Linked DNA regions of Sus scrofa: region 2 is linked to region 1. A link is a contact called in public HiChIP or PLAC-seq data. All regions are on one chromosome and are shown on one strand. Each heading gives the region's core, a stretch centred on a gene start, on an enhancer-like site or on the middle of the called end of the contact. The rest is flanking DNA. Distances are from core to core; before and after follow the strand shown. Region 1 holds the start of KARS (lysine--tRNA ligase). Region 2 holds the start of GABARAPL2 (gamma-aminobutyric acid receptor-associated protein-like 2).

What was found. HiChIP or PLAC-seq counts read pairs in DNA pulled down with a chosen protein or histone mark.
Region 2: a contact with region 1 is called in an H3K27ac HiChIP or PLAC-seq map of alveolar macrophages. The contact joins the promoter of GABARAPL2 here to the promoter of KARS in region 1. A contact is called at or near these places in 3 of 47 Hi-C or Micro-C datasets (blood, embryonic fibroblasts and heart right ventricle) and 2 of 2 datasets of contacts at active chromatin or transcription factors (alveolar macrophages and skeletal muscle).

What each region holds. Positions count from the first base shown.
Region 1 is chr6:12,054,667-12,060,382 of Sscrofa11.1, reverse strand. It overlaps KARS (lysine--tRNA ligase), which reads right to left and starts at 2,908. Exons shown (of 14, transcript XM_003126856.3): 1 at 2,752-2,908. The coding sequence starts at 2,813. TERF2IP (telomeric repeat-binding factor 2-interacting protein 1) reads left to right here and starts at 2,932. Exons shown (of 3, transcript XM_003126857.3): 1 at 2,932-3,719. The coding sequence starts at 3,041.
Region 2 is chr6:12,129,500-12,135,215 of Sscrofa11.1, reverse strand. GABARAPL2 (gamma-aminobutyric acid receptor-associated protein-like 2) reads left to right here and starts at 2,230. Exons shown (of 4, transcript XM_003126859.5): 1 at 2,230-2,391; 2 at 2,730-2,785; 3 at 4,162-4,334. The coding sequence starts at 2,358.

The sequences.
Region 1 (5,716 bases), core at 1,659-4,158:
AACCATAAAAAGGTCCTAGGGATGAGAACTAAGACTAGAAACCAAATTAATCTCAGGAGCAAATTCCAGAAAGACAGAGAAGGGAAAATAACCTGCATTAGAAATTCTTTATTCATACTAAGGTTTTGTTTTCAGCACTGTTTTACAATAAGACCTAAAAGTCATCTCAAGACCCCAAGGAGTGAGACTCTGAATTTATTAAAGAGAAAAGGAGAAAAGACTATTGGTTTTGGTGGGTAGCAGGGCTGTTTCCTTAGCAACAAATCTAAGGACTCAACCAGAAGCTTAACAGATAAGAGACTAAGTAAGGGAAGGATTTTTGCTCCCAGAGCAATAAAGAAGGTAATTGGCACCAACCTTCTTTTATCAGAAAGTGGCTTGTCCTTGTGAATCGTTGTGAAAGGGGCAAGTTGATACAGGCGCAGCTCCCTCTGCCCCCACTGTGCCCAGGAGGTTTGGCGCAGGGACCCCCTAACCAGCCTTACAGCAGCTTGCGTCAACATGGTAGAATACCCTGGAACTAATGATTACCACCACCTAACAGGAAACACAGAGAGGTGGTGTCAGATGGACAGACAGTACACATACCCCCAAGGAGCACTCCTACTCTTAAGGGTTGGGTGGTGGTGGTGCGGGCGGAGGTTGCACAATCTTTTAATGTCCCATTTTCCATTCTACCCTCTCAACTGACAGCAACCTTCTAACACTGTGCTGCAACTCTAACTGATAACAGTCTTAGTCCCGGCTATGGTAAAAAGGTGCCTATCCGGGGACAAAAGTCAAAAGCAGGTAAATTAACAGTTTATGGGCAGAGATGATCACAACACTCTAGAAAATAGGAGACAAGCCCCTGACAGGTGGTTTCTCTCTTGGAGATTAAACACCTGGCCACAAAGATGGCAATGGGAAGCACATAAAATATCACCATCAACTGCAAACTCTGGACGAAGCTAAAAACAAACCACACAAAAGCAATTATGTCAAGGAGAAGACTTGTTTGGAGCTCTAGGAACAAGGAGGAAAGGAGAATTTCAGATGAGTCGTAGATTACATTATGTTTATACATTAACACTGGAAGGCAACAGAATGACAGGAACTATGTTCTTGATTTCATTAAAATAAATTTGGCCCTTCATTTAGGAATGAGTCACCTGGCAGGCAGCCATCTGTTTTTAAACTTGGAAAAAAAATAACTGACATACAGGGGTGTTCACTAAAGATTCAGATCAAGGAAATTCCAAGAACAATTAAGAAACAGAAGGAAATGTTAGTCATAAACTATTTCGGCCCATTAGAGAAATATACATCAATAGCAGATTCTTTTAGACACATGAGGAGGTATGATACAGTCAGGATAATGAGCACGGGCTGTAGAATTTGCAGACCTGATTTTAGATTATTTGCTCCAGAGCTTTGAATCCACGGCGGACAAAACTTTAGGCATGCAAATTTCAGCAACGTATATAATCACCAGAGCTTCAGTTTATTAAACTGAAAAATGGATATTAACACCTTCCTTGCAAGGTTATCACTGAGATTAGAGGAAAGTCTAACATTCTAGCACAGAGCCCAACACACAAAAAAAGATGCTTTAAAAAATGACTGCTGTAATTAATCTAAGAAGTCAGCAGAAAGGAACTGGCCAGTTTCCTCAGTTTACCCTAAAATTACACACTCAACTGGAGTTTTTACTTAGGAGGCATCTATGATTTATAACTCTAATATTCAATTACTGACGTAACGGGATCAAAGTTCAATCTTCCTCAAGGCAGAAGTTCAAGACCAGGTTCCAAACTTTTACAAAGATCTATTGGTCACTCTTCAAACAACGTTATTAGGGTGCCATCAAACCAAAAGCTTACATATTTCCTTTCTCATTTCCCTAGAATATGTGAAGCGTAAACCCAGAGACACAAAAGGAAACGTCAACTCTAACTGCCTGAATGCTAAAGCAGTCATTACATGCACTAAACTAACTTTTCTCCTTGCAACTGGAAGAGCACTGTATTTATGTACTAGACTTGGGAGTACTGAGGAAATAGTCACTCAATCATTGCTCATGTTTTATGAAGAACTTTGGTTGAGAAGGAGTGCAGTATTCAGAGAACAAAAGACACAGCCAGTGAAAAAGGCAGCTAATCTTTATTTATAAGTACTTTCATACTCCAGGGACTTGGGGTGATCACCAAAGATACATCCAGCAATGCTGAGTGCAGCTTGGTATATCCGGCTGACAGACCCTACTGCTGGACACTGGTGATTTATTCAATAATCACAGATCCTTTGAGTAACTCATACGGATAGGTGCACAACACAGTTGAAAAACTGATCTTTTTAATACTAAAGGTTCACAGTGGCTTTGGCTAGGCCAAGGACAATTTGAAGGTCTTTCTGAAAAACTAGGGTATTTAACATTCCTCCAATTTCCTTATTGGGGCGTGGCTCAATAATAACGCATTTCTCAAGGGGGAGCAAAGGGGAGAAGTAATTTTCCCTTTTCTCTGTCGCCTCTCAATTCTCCGCATACTCTCACTCCAGGAGTACGACGGGGAGGAAGGACGCGGTCAGCGCGGGCCCTCGGGCATCCTGGGGGATGTAGTTCAGGGCGCAGGGGCTACGTTCCTGCATGTGGGTACCCACGAGAGCCGGCAGGAAGGCCCCAAGCACAGCCGCTACGGCCGAAGCCTCGAGGTACTTCTTAGTCCAGACTCTCCGATCGCAAAGGTTTTAACGACCCGCATCGACACTTACTTTTTGCTCAGTTTCGGCTCCGCGCCGTCCACTTTAACTTCAGCCGCCTGTACCGCAGCCATCTTTCCCGAGGGCCGGACCTAAAGAGGATGAGACTCGTAGGGCGATTTTCAGGTCACGCTCGGAAGTCCCGCCTCTTCCGGGGAAAGGGGCGCCCACTGTTAACGCGCAGCTGTCGCGCAGGCGCATTTGGGGCCAGCAGCCGCGGCGTCTGGTACGTTACCTCAGGCAGTGGGGCTCCGTGCGCCAGACGCTCGTTAGGGGGCAGCTCTTCCGCTGCGCGTTCGCAATGGCGGAGGCAATGGATTTGGGCAAAGACCCCAATGGGCCTACCCATTCGTCGACTCTTTTCCTGAGGGAGGATGGCAGCTCCATGTCCTTCTACGTGCGTCCCAGTCCGGCGAAGCGCCGGCTCTCGACGCTCATCCTGCACGGCGGCGGCACCCTGTGCCGGGTGCAGGAGCCGGGGGCCGTGCTGCTGGCCCAGCCCGGGGAGGCGGCGGCCGAGGCCTCGGGCGACTTCATCTCCACGCAGTACATCCTGGACTGCGTGGAGCGCAACGAGAAGCTCGAGCTGGAGGCCTACCGGCTGGGCCCGGCTCCGGCGGACGACCAGGCCCCAGAGACGAAGCCCGGGGGGCAGGCCGGAGGCGGCGCCGCCGCCGCGGAGTCCGAGCCGCAGCCGCACGCGGGGCGGATCGGCTTCACGGACGCGGACGACGTGGCCATCTTGACCTACGTGAAGGAACATGCCCGCTCGCCCAGCTCGGTCACCGGCAATGCCTTGTGGAAAGCGATGGAGAAGAGCTCGCTCACCCAGCATTCGTGGCAGTCCCTGAAGGACCGCTACCTCAAGCGCCTACGGGGCCAGGAGCATAAGTACCTGCTGGGGGAGGCCCCCGTGAGCCCTTCCTCGCAGAAACTCAAGCGGAAAGCTGAGCAAGACCCCGAGGCTGCTGATAGCGGGGGTGAGGCCTGTCGCTGGCACCTGCGCGGCGTGGGGGCGGGGGCGTCGTTCCTGTCCCGAGGGGCGACCATGTTGTGTCTTTGGTAGCATCCCCCGCCCCGCCCCCCTGTGACATCCGGGTAAAACTAACACCATTTTCTGATCTTGAATTCACTTTTCCAATAGGTGGGATATTGACGGGGTTCGCTATTACAAAGGTACAAAAAGAGTATATGGAAAATTCTCCCCCTTTTCCTGCCCATTAGATACTCTCCCCCGCCCCCACCCCCCACCCTGCGAGGCACTGGGGAACCACCTTCTTGGGTATCTTTTCAGAGAGATTTCACAGACTCCTTTTTAAAAACAATTCTCCAGTGTTTAAGGAAATTCAGCATAAGCCCTGCCAGACCAGTTTATTGTAATGTCTTGGCTGAAACAGATGCATATTCACATAGAAGGTTCTCAGCAATTGGAAATGGTTTTTTAGTTTCGCTCAGGTGAGGTGAGTTTCTAAGGCAGTTGAGTTGAATGTTGGGACTCAGGTGTGGTTAGGATACAGCAAAGCTGGTCAGATGCTTCACTTCTGATATAAGGGATATTGACAGTTGAACCTGACCCTTTTGTTCAAAGAGGCATACTTCTTCCCCACTTCCCTATTCTTATGTGGCTGTTGCATCACAGGTGAGGTCTGGGGAGGTAAAAACTGTTCCTCTTGTTTTGGTTTCGGTAAAAGTGACATTTGAAATTCATTCAACAGATATTTGAGCTTGAGACACTTATCTTGCTGGGATAGAAACACTAAAACTCCCTGCTTAAAATGCTAGTTTAGTGAGTGCTATAGAGAAAAATAAATCTGAGTAAGGGCTGAAGAGGAGGTCGTTTTCTGCAGCGTGGGAAAGGAAGTTACCTATTTTAAACTGATACTTAAGCACAGACCAAAGGAAATGAAAGAGGTAGCCAGGTGATTACCTGAAGACGGGGTGTTCCAGGCTTAGAGAATGGTAACTGCAAAGGCCCTGAGGTGTGTACTTGTAGCAACAAGAGACCAGTGTGGCTGGGATGGAATAAAGCAAGAGAGAGAATTCTAGGAGAGCGGACAGGCTATGTGTAAAGGAGATCATGTAGGGCCCTGATTTTTAAATTAGTAGTATGGAGATGTCTAGTAGACCAGTCAGAACTTGGGACTAAGTAAGCTGAATTCTTTCTTTCTTTTTTTTTTTTTTTTTTTTTTTTGTCTTTTTAGGGTAGCATCTGTGGCATATGGAGGTTCCCAGGCTGAGCGTCAAACTGGAGCTGCAGCTGTTGGCCTACACCACAGCCACGGCAACATGGGACCGAGCTGCCTCTGTGACCTACAGCATAGCTTATGGTAAAACTGGGTCCTTAACCCGCCGAGTGAGGCCAGGGATCGAACCTGCATCTTCATGGATCCTAGTCTAGTTCATTAACCACTGAGCCATGAAGGGAACTCCTTTTTAATAGTAGCGTGTAGGTGGTCCTGAAACCAGGAAGACTAAGAAAAAATTTTTATGTATTTGATTATTTTAAATTTATAGCTTCTCATGATAAAGTCAGAGAGCAAACTGGAAAAATAGTACCAGTACATTGAAACAGAGTTTGTTTCCTTAATGTCCAAAGAGCTTGGAGAAGATAGTAAGTAAAAGAAAAACTGGTAGAAAAGTGGGCAAAGGAAATGAAACAGAAAGTTAGAAGAGGAAATAAATAAACGGCTACTAAACAAATGCAGAGATGTTGTTTAAATTAAAGGAAGTTAGACCCTGAGCAGAGGACCAGTACACAGACTGTCTGGACTTCTGACCCATGGAAACGTAAATGTGTGTGGTGGTGTTTTATAGAAAAGTAAATCAGAGCAAGGCAATGTCACATCTATTAGACTGGAAAATTAACAAAATGAGTAACATTCAGAGTTAATGATATGTATATGAAAACAAGTACACCCCTACATTGTTAATAGAAGGAAAACAGTACAGTTTCAATGGAGGAAATTTTGACACAATC
Region 2 (5,716 bases), core at 981-3,480, 76 kb before region 1:
GACTTAGCCCTCACAACTCATATCCAATCGATCAGCATTTTGCTGGTTCTACCTTCAAAACATATCTAGAACACAGCTGCGTCCCACCACCTCCACAGACACGTTCTTGGTCTAAGCCAACATAATCATATACCTGGGTTATTACAACAGCCTCTTAACTATTCCCTTGCTTCCATCCTCAATCCCCCAATAGTCTACTGTCTACCCAGAAGGTAGCCTGATCACTTAAAAAGGAAAATCATATCAAGGCACACTTCGGCTTAAAACCCTCCACTGAATACTCATCACATTCTAAATAAAATCCAAATTGACACAACATTGTAAATCAACTTTAATCTCTTTGAGTAAATATCTTTTAATCAATGTACTTTAATCTCTTTGATCTCACCTGCTAACACCCTCTTATTCATCAGCTCCAGGCATAAGAAGTTCCTTACTGTTCCTAGAATACTGCCTAGAATTCTTGATCTAATTAGCATTCGATTCCCACCTTCACTTTCTAGTCACCAACCATGCTTTATTTTTCTAAACAGCACTTATTATCACACACACATTTTTTTTTTATTTTTTGCTTTTTAGAGCTGCACAAACGGCTTGTGGAGGTTCCCAGGCTAGGGGTAAAATTGGAGCTACAGCTGCCGGCCTGTGCCACAGCAACACAGGATCAGAGCCAAGTCTGGGACCTACACCACAGCTTACGGCAACACCAGATCCTTCACCCACTGAGTGAGGCCCGGGATCAAACTGAAACCTCATGGTTACTAGTCAGGTTCGTTCCCACTGTGCCACATGGGAATTCCTCATATATATATTTTTGCTTTGTCCCACTAGAATGCAAACATCATAAGAACATATATGTGGTCTGTTCTGTTCATGGCTTTCCCCCAACACTTGGAATAGTGTTCCTACATGCAACAATAATCTCGAGGTATGAAATTCATAGGATTTTTCATTTCATTAAAAACAAGCAAGTCAACAAACAGCTGTTTTAGTTGCTCAGACACACAATCTTAAAATAACAAAAATACTTTTAGAATGAAGCTAGATTCCACAACATCCATAAGGAATTTCAACTGAGGAAATTGTGAATGACGATGTTCACACATGCAGGCCTTTTGGATGCATCAGACTCACAAGCATGTGGTGAGGATCATGTGCCCAATTAAGTGAATATCTTGTCAGATATGCACCAGCTCATAAACAGATGATGACCCAGGGCAGACCGTCCCATGACTCTTGGAAGAAGAAAGGAATGACGTTCCTGGAGAACCTGAAGGCGGACGCTCAGGCAGGAGACACTCACACAACCCAGGCTGTAACTGTTGAACCCCAAAGCTGAGTGCTGAAGAAACCCGCTTCATGCCTAGCTGTCAGAGGAATTTTCTGAGTCTGTCACCTCTGACTACTCCACCAGTTAAGATTAAGGGGTTTCTTTGTGATCAGCGTGATGTTATGCCCCTCAAATGCATATTTATGATACCTTTTCTTAAATGTTTATTCAGACACTATTCGTGAATAAAGCAAGGAAATGGGATTTGTTTAAACTCCATTTCCAGGTCCAATGCAACCTGTTATGGCTGTCCCCAATAATGAACCCCCCGGGGTTGTCATCAGTATCCCTCCCCATACAGTTTCCTCAAACTAGTCATACACTCCAGATTGAGCCCCCAACCTGGGAATTTCCTGGTGGCCTAGGGGTTAGGGATCCGGCGCTGTCGCTGCGGTGGCTCAGGTGGGATCCCTGGCCTTGGCTGGGAACTTCCGCATGCCGTGGGCGTGGCCAAAAAAATAAACAAAAAACCTCTCAATTTAGCCCAACCCGTTACCACTCTACACAATACCCCTCAGACTGTCAATGCCCTAAACAGACCCCCTGCCATCAGCAGCCACCAAAGACCCCTCTTCAGTCATTGATATTCTAAAATTCCCCTCTTGTCACCAACGCCCCGGTCGGACTTCTCTAACACTCCCAAGAGCCCTGTCGTATCAGCCAGACCTCCACACATCCCTTCCTGTTACCAACGTCCACCGAAACCCCGCTCTTGTTACCAATTCCTGAATATCCCCTTCCCAGTCATCAACTTCCCTTACAGACACCCCAATCGTCAACGTCACCACGGCAACTCCTCCCGCGGCCTCTCGCGGTACCCACTCCTTCCTTGCCCCACGCCTCCTGGCCCGATGCCCTGAGAAGCGGCGCCGGAAGCCCCGCCCCCGGCCGGTTGCTAGGCTCCAGCGGCCGGAAGTCCCGCCTGCCGTGTAGTCACCGCCGCCGCCGCCGCCGTCGTTGTTGTTGTGGTTGGTGCGCTGAGCTCCGCGGCTCCGAGAGCCGGCTGCGTCCTTTCCCCGCTGTCGCCATGAAGTGGATGTTCAAGGAGGACCACTCGCTGGGTAAGCGCTCGGCGTTTGGCCTGCCCGTGGGGGCTGGGGCGGCGGGTGGGCCCCCTCCCCCACTCGGGCCGCCCTAGGCTGGGCCGGGTGGGGCGGATGCCGCCCTCTGAGCTCTGGTCGCCGAGGCCCCAGCACCCCGGGCGGCTAACTATGGATTCCTCGCCGCCCTCCGCGGGCCCCGCCAGAGCCAGGGGAACGAGGACCGAGGTCGCTGGGACACCCGAACGAGGGCCGGGGGCGTGCACAGGTCACGGGGGTGGGGTGGGGTGGAGGAGGGGCGAGGGACCCGGAGGCCGGTGGGCCGGCGCGACCGTCAGCCGGGTGTGTTTTTCTCATAGAACACAGATGCGTGGAATCTGCGAAGATCCGAGCGAAATATCCCGACCGGGTTCCGGTGAGTGAACTCCCCGCCCCCTCACCTCGCTGTCACCCCTGCCGTCTTGGACCCATGATAGGGTCCCTGGCCATTCAGCAGTTGATAAGTTTAGATTCCAGTCCGGTTAGAGTAGTTGACGGGGCCTGACGGCTTAGGGACCCTCGGGCGGCGGCTTGAGGGGCTTGAGTTGGTGCTGTTCAGGATGCCTCAGTGCTGAATCTCCGGAACTAGGCCAGCGAGCTGTCTGCAGCCTCAGGGCTCCCTCGCCAATTATGTAAGAAACGATGTTCTAGGACAGGGCAACAGGTCACAGCCACTTTGGGGAATAGTGGTGGAGGGAGTCTTTCACTTTGGTTTTGGAAGGGATACTTTAGCCTTAGGACATTCATCTTTAACTTTGAGCCTCCGGCTTTACCTGACTTCTCCTTCCCTTTTCTCACCCTGACCCTGTCATCCTTTCCTGACCAAAAAAAATCTGAGGAGCCCCGTCCAGTGCCTTCCTTGTAATCAATAAAACGTATCCTATATTTCTTCCGTGTTAGGGCACATAGTTTCTTTAGTCCTTTTTGTTTTTTGTCTTTTTAGTGCTGCGCCCATGGCATATGGAGGTTCCCAGGCTAGGGGTCCAATCAGAGCTGTTGCTGCTGGCCTACACCACAGTCACAGCAACTCCAGATCTGAGCCGTGACTGTGACCTACACCACAACTCATGGCAACGCTGGATCCTTGACCTGCTGAGCAAGGCCAGGGATCGAACCTGAAACCTCGTTGTTCCTAGTCGGGTTGTTTCCACTGTGCCACGATGGAAACTCCCTGATTGGTTTTTAAAGGACATCCGGGTCTGTTATTGTAGCTCATGGCTTGTAAACAGTTCCTCTGGGGAGAGAGCAAGAGGGGTAAATTTGAAACGTAGTTCAGAGAGAAGCAACAGGCCAAATGAAGAGCTTGGTTCTTGGCTGGTTGGGATTGCCAGTCCATCCCATTAGTCCGTCCATTCTCATTTCCAGTGTTCCTTGGGATCTTATTCCCCTGTAGTGTGGGTTCACTTTGGGGTCCTGAAGTAACAGGCTGTAGAGGAAGCTCTCACCAGATAGTCTCCAGTCTGCCCAGACAAGATGTTGCAAAGCTTTTTTGTGAGGGCTGTGTTTATTTCATGCATGCTGAGATCAGGGATGAGAAAGAAAGTAATTGACCACAGAAAAGCACTTACCTTTCCCCGTAACACATATATATCAATTCTTAAGTGTGTGGTTTTTTTAAGTCGAACGTATTTTCTCATGTTTCACAGTTTCCCACCCACCTCCCTGACCACACATTGTTCATCAGCTCTCCAGTAATGCTGGGCCAGAGCCTCAGTCTAGAAATCCAGTCCCGACCTTTCTCTGCTTTTGCAGGTGATCGTGGAAAAAGTCTCAGGCTCTCAGATTGTTGACATTGACAAACGGAAATACCTGGTTCCATCTGACATCACTGTGGCTCAGTTCATGTGGATTATCAGGAAAAGGATCCAGCTTCCTTCTGAAAAGGCAATCTTCCTGTTTGTGGATAAGACAGTCCCACAGTCCAGGTGAGAGGTGTTTACTGTGTTGGCCATCTGCTTGGTTGCTTGCAGAACTCAAAACTTTGGAGGACTGAAAGCTCTTAGGGGTCTTGACTGGAAATAAGGATTTTGTGTTCCCTGACCTCAGGAGTTCAAGGAAGAGTTGCAGTAGATGGGTGTATACTTTGGGTTAAGACAATAGAGTAAGGCCTGGACTTCAAACAAACAAACAAACAAACAAAAGATGAGATTCAGCCTCAGGCGCCCAAGAATCCTTTAAAACAGTTAGGACTTATTTTGGCTTTAGCCATTTTTAGAACTGAAGCCTGAAATGAGGTTTTCTCCAAATGATCCATGAAATAAGTTCTTCCCCAGGAGCTTGTGGGCCCTGCTGAGGCTCAGTTTCAATCAACCACCCTGCCTGCTTGCTCGCTCTCCAGGCTCAGCTCTGGCCGTGGTGAGAGTGCACTGAGAGCAGCGGCCTGATCCTCAAGTACATGGGAATGGCTGCCGGCCAGCACAGGGCTCTGAGGTCTCTTTACAGCCTTTCACCTCCCTTGGTACCACTTACTCTGACTGTAAGAGGAACCCCCCCTTTGCTCTTGCTGTTGTGCTGCCTGGAAGCAATCTTTGGGATAACCTGGGGCCTGAATCTAGGCAGAGCCTTTACAATTCCCTTCTTGTAGGTAGTTGACAGCCCAGCTTTAGTCCACTGTGGCAAGAGGAAAAATTTTCGGCATAGTCTGTATCCCTGGTCAGTCCTTTCCTGTTACTGTTTTGAGTGCTTCTAGGCCCCGAGCCAGATGTTGGCCCCTCTCCTGCCAGAGTGACTTTGTGGCTGCATCTCGTCTTGGTAACCCAAACTAAGTTTCATTTGTTACCCCTGAAAAGTAGTACTTATAAAGCTAAGGCTTTAGGAAGCTCTGGGAACTAGCTCAGTGTGGCCGAAATAGGTTTCTTTTGAAAATCCTTGAAAGCCCCAGAAATGGCCCAAGTCAAACTCTAGTCCTTTTTCTGTGAAAGGTAGGAAACTCTGTCTACTTTTTGGTCTGATTTTCTCTTTCCCAGTCTCTACCGCCTCCACTTCCTGGTGTTTGACAGAGGTTAGGGGAGAGTAGAAGGGTCTTCCCTTAGGCCAAGGTTCTGCCTGAGGAGACGGGCCAAGCCCTGCCTAATGGGTGCCATTGGTCTGCTTACAGCTCTAGCTCAGGAAGCTGCAGTGTTGCCAGGGTGATCTTGTCACCCCGTTGGGCTCTCCCGGCCTTCCTTGCCAGGCCTCTGGGTGCACTCATCACCAGGGGAGGCTGGTGAAGCCCTGGGCATCTGTGGGTACTCTCCCCATCCCTCGTGGAGGTGGCAGAGGTAAATCTTCATTCACAGCACGTGCGTCCTCTGCAGATCTTTGGTAG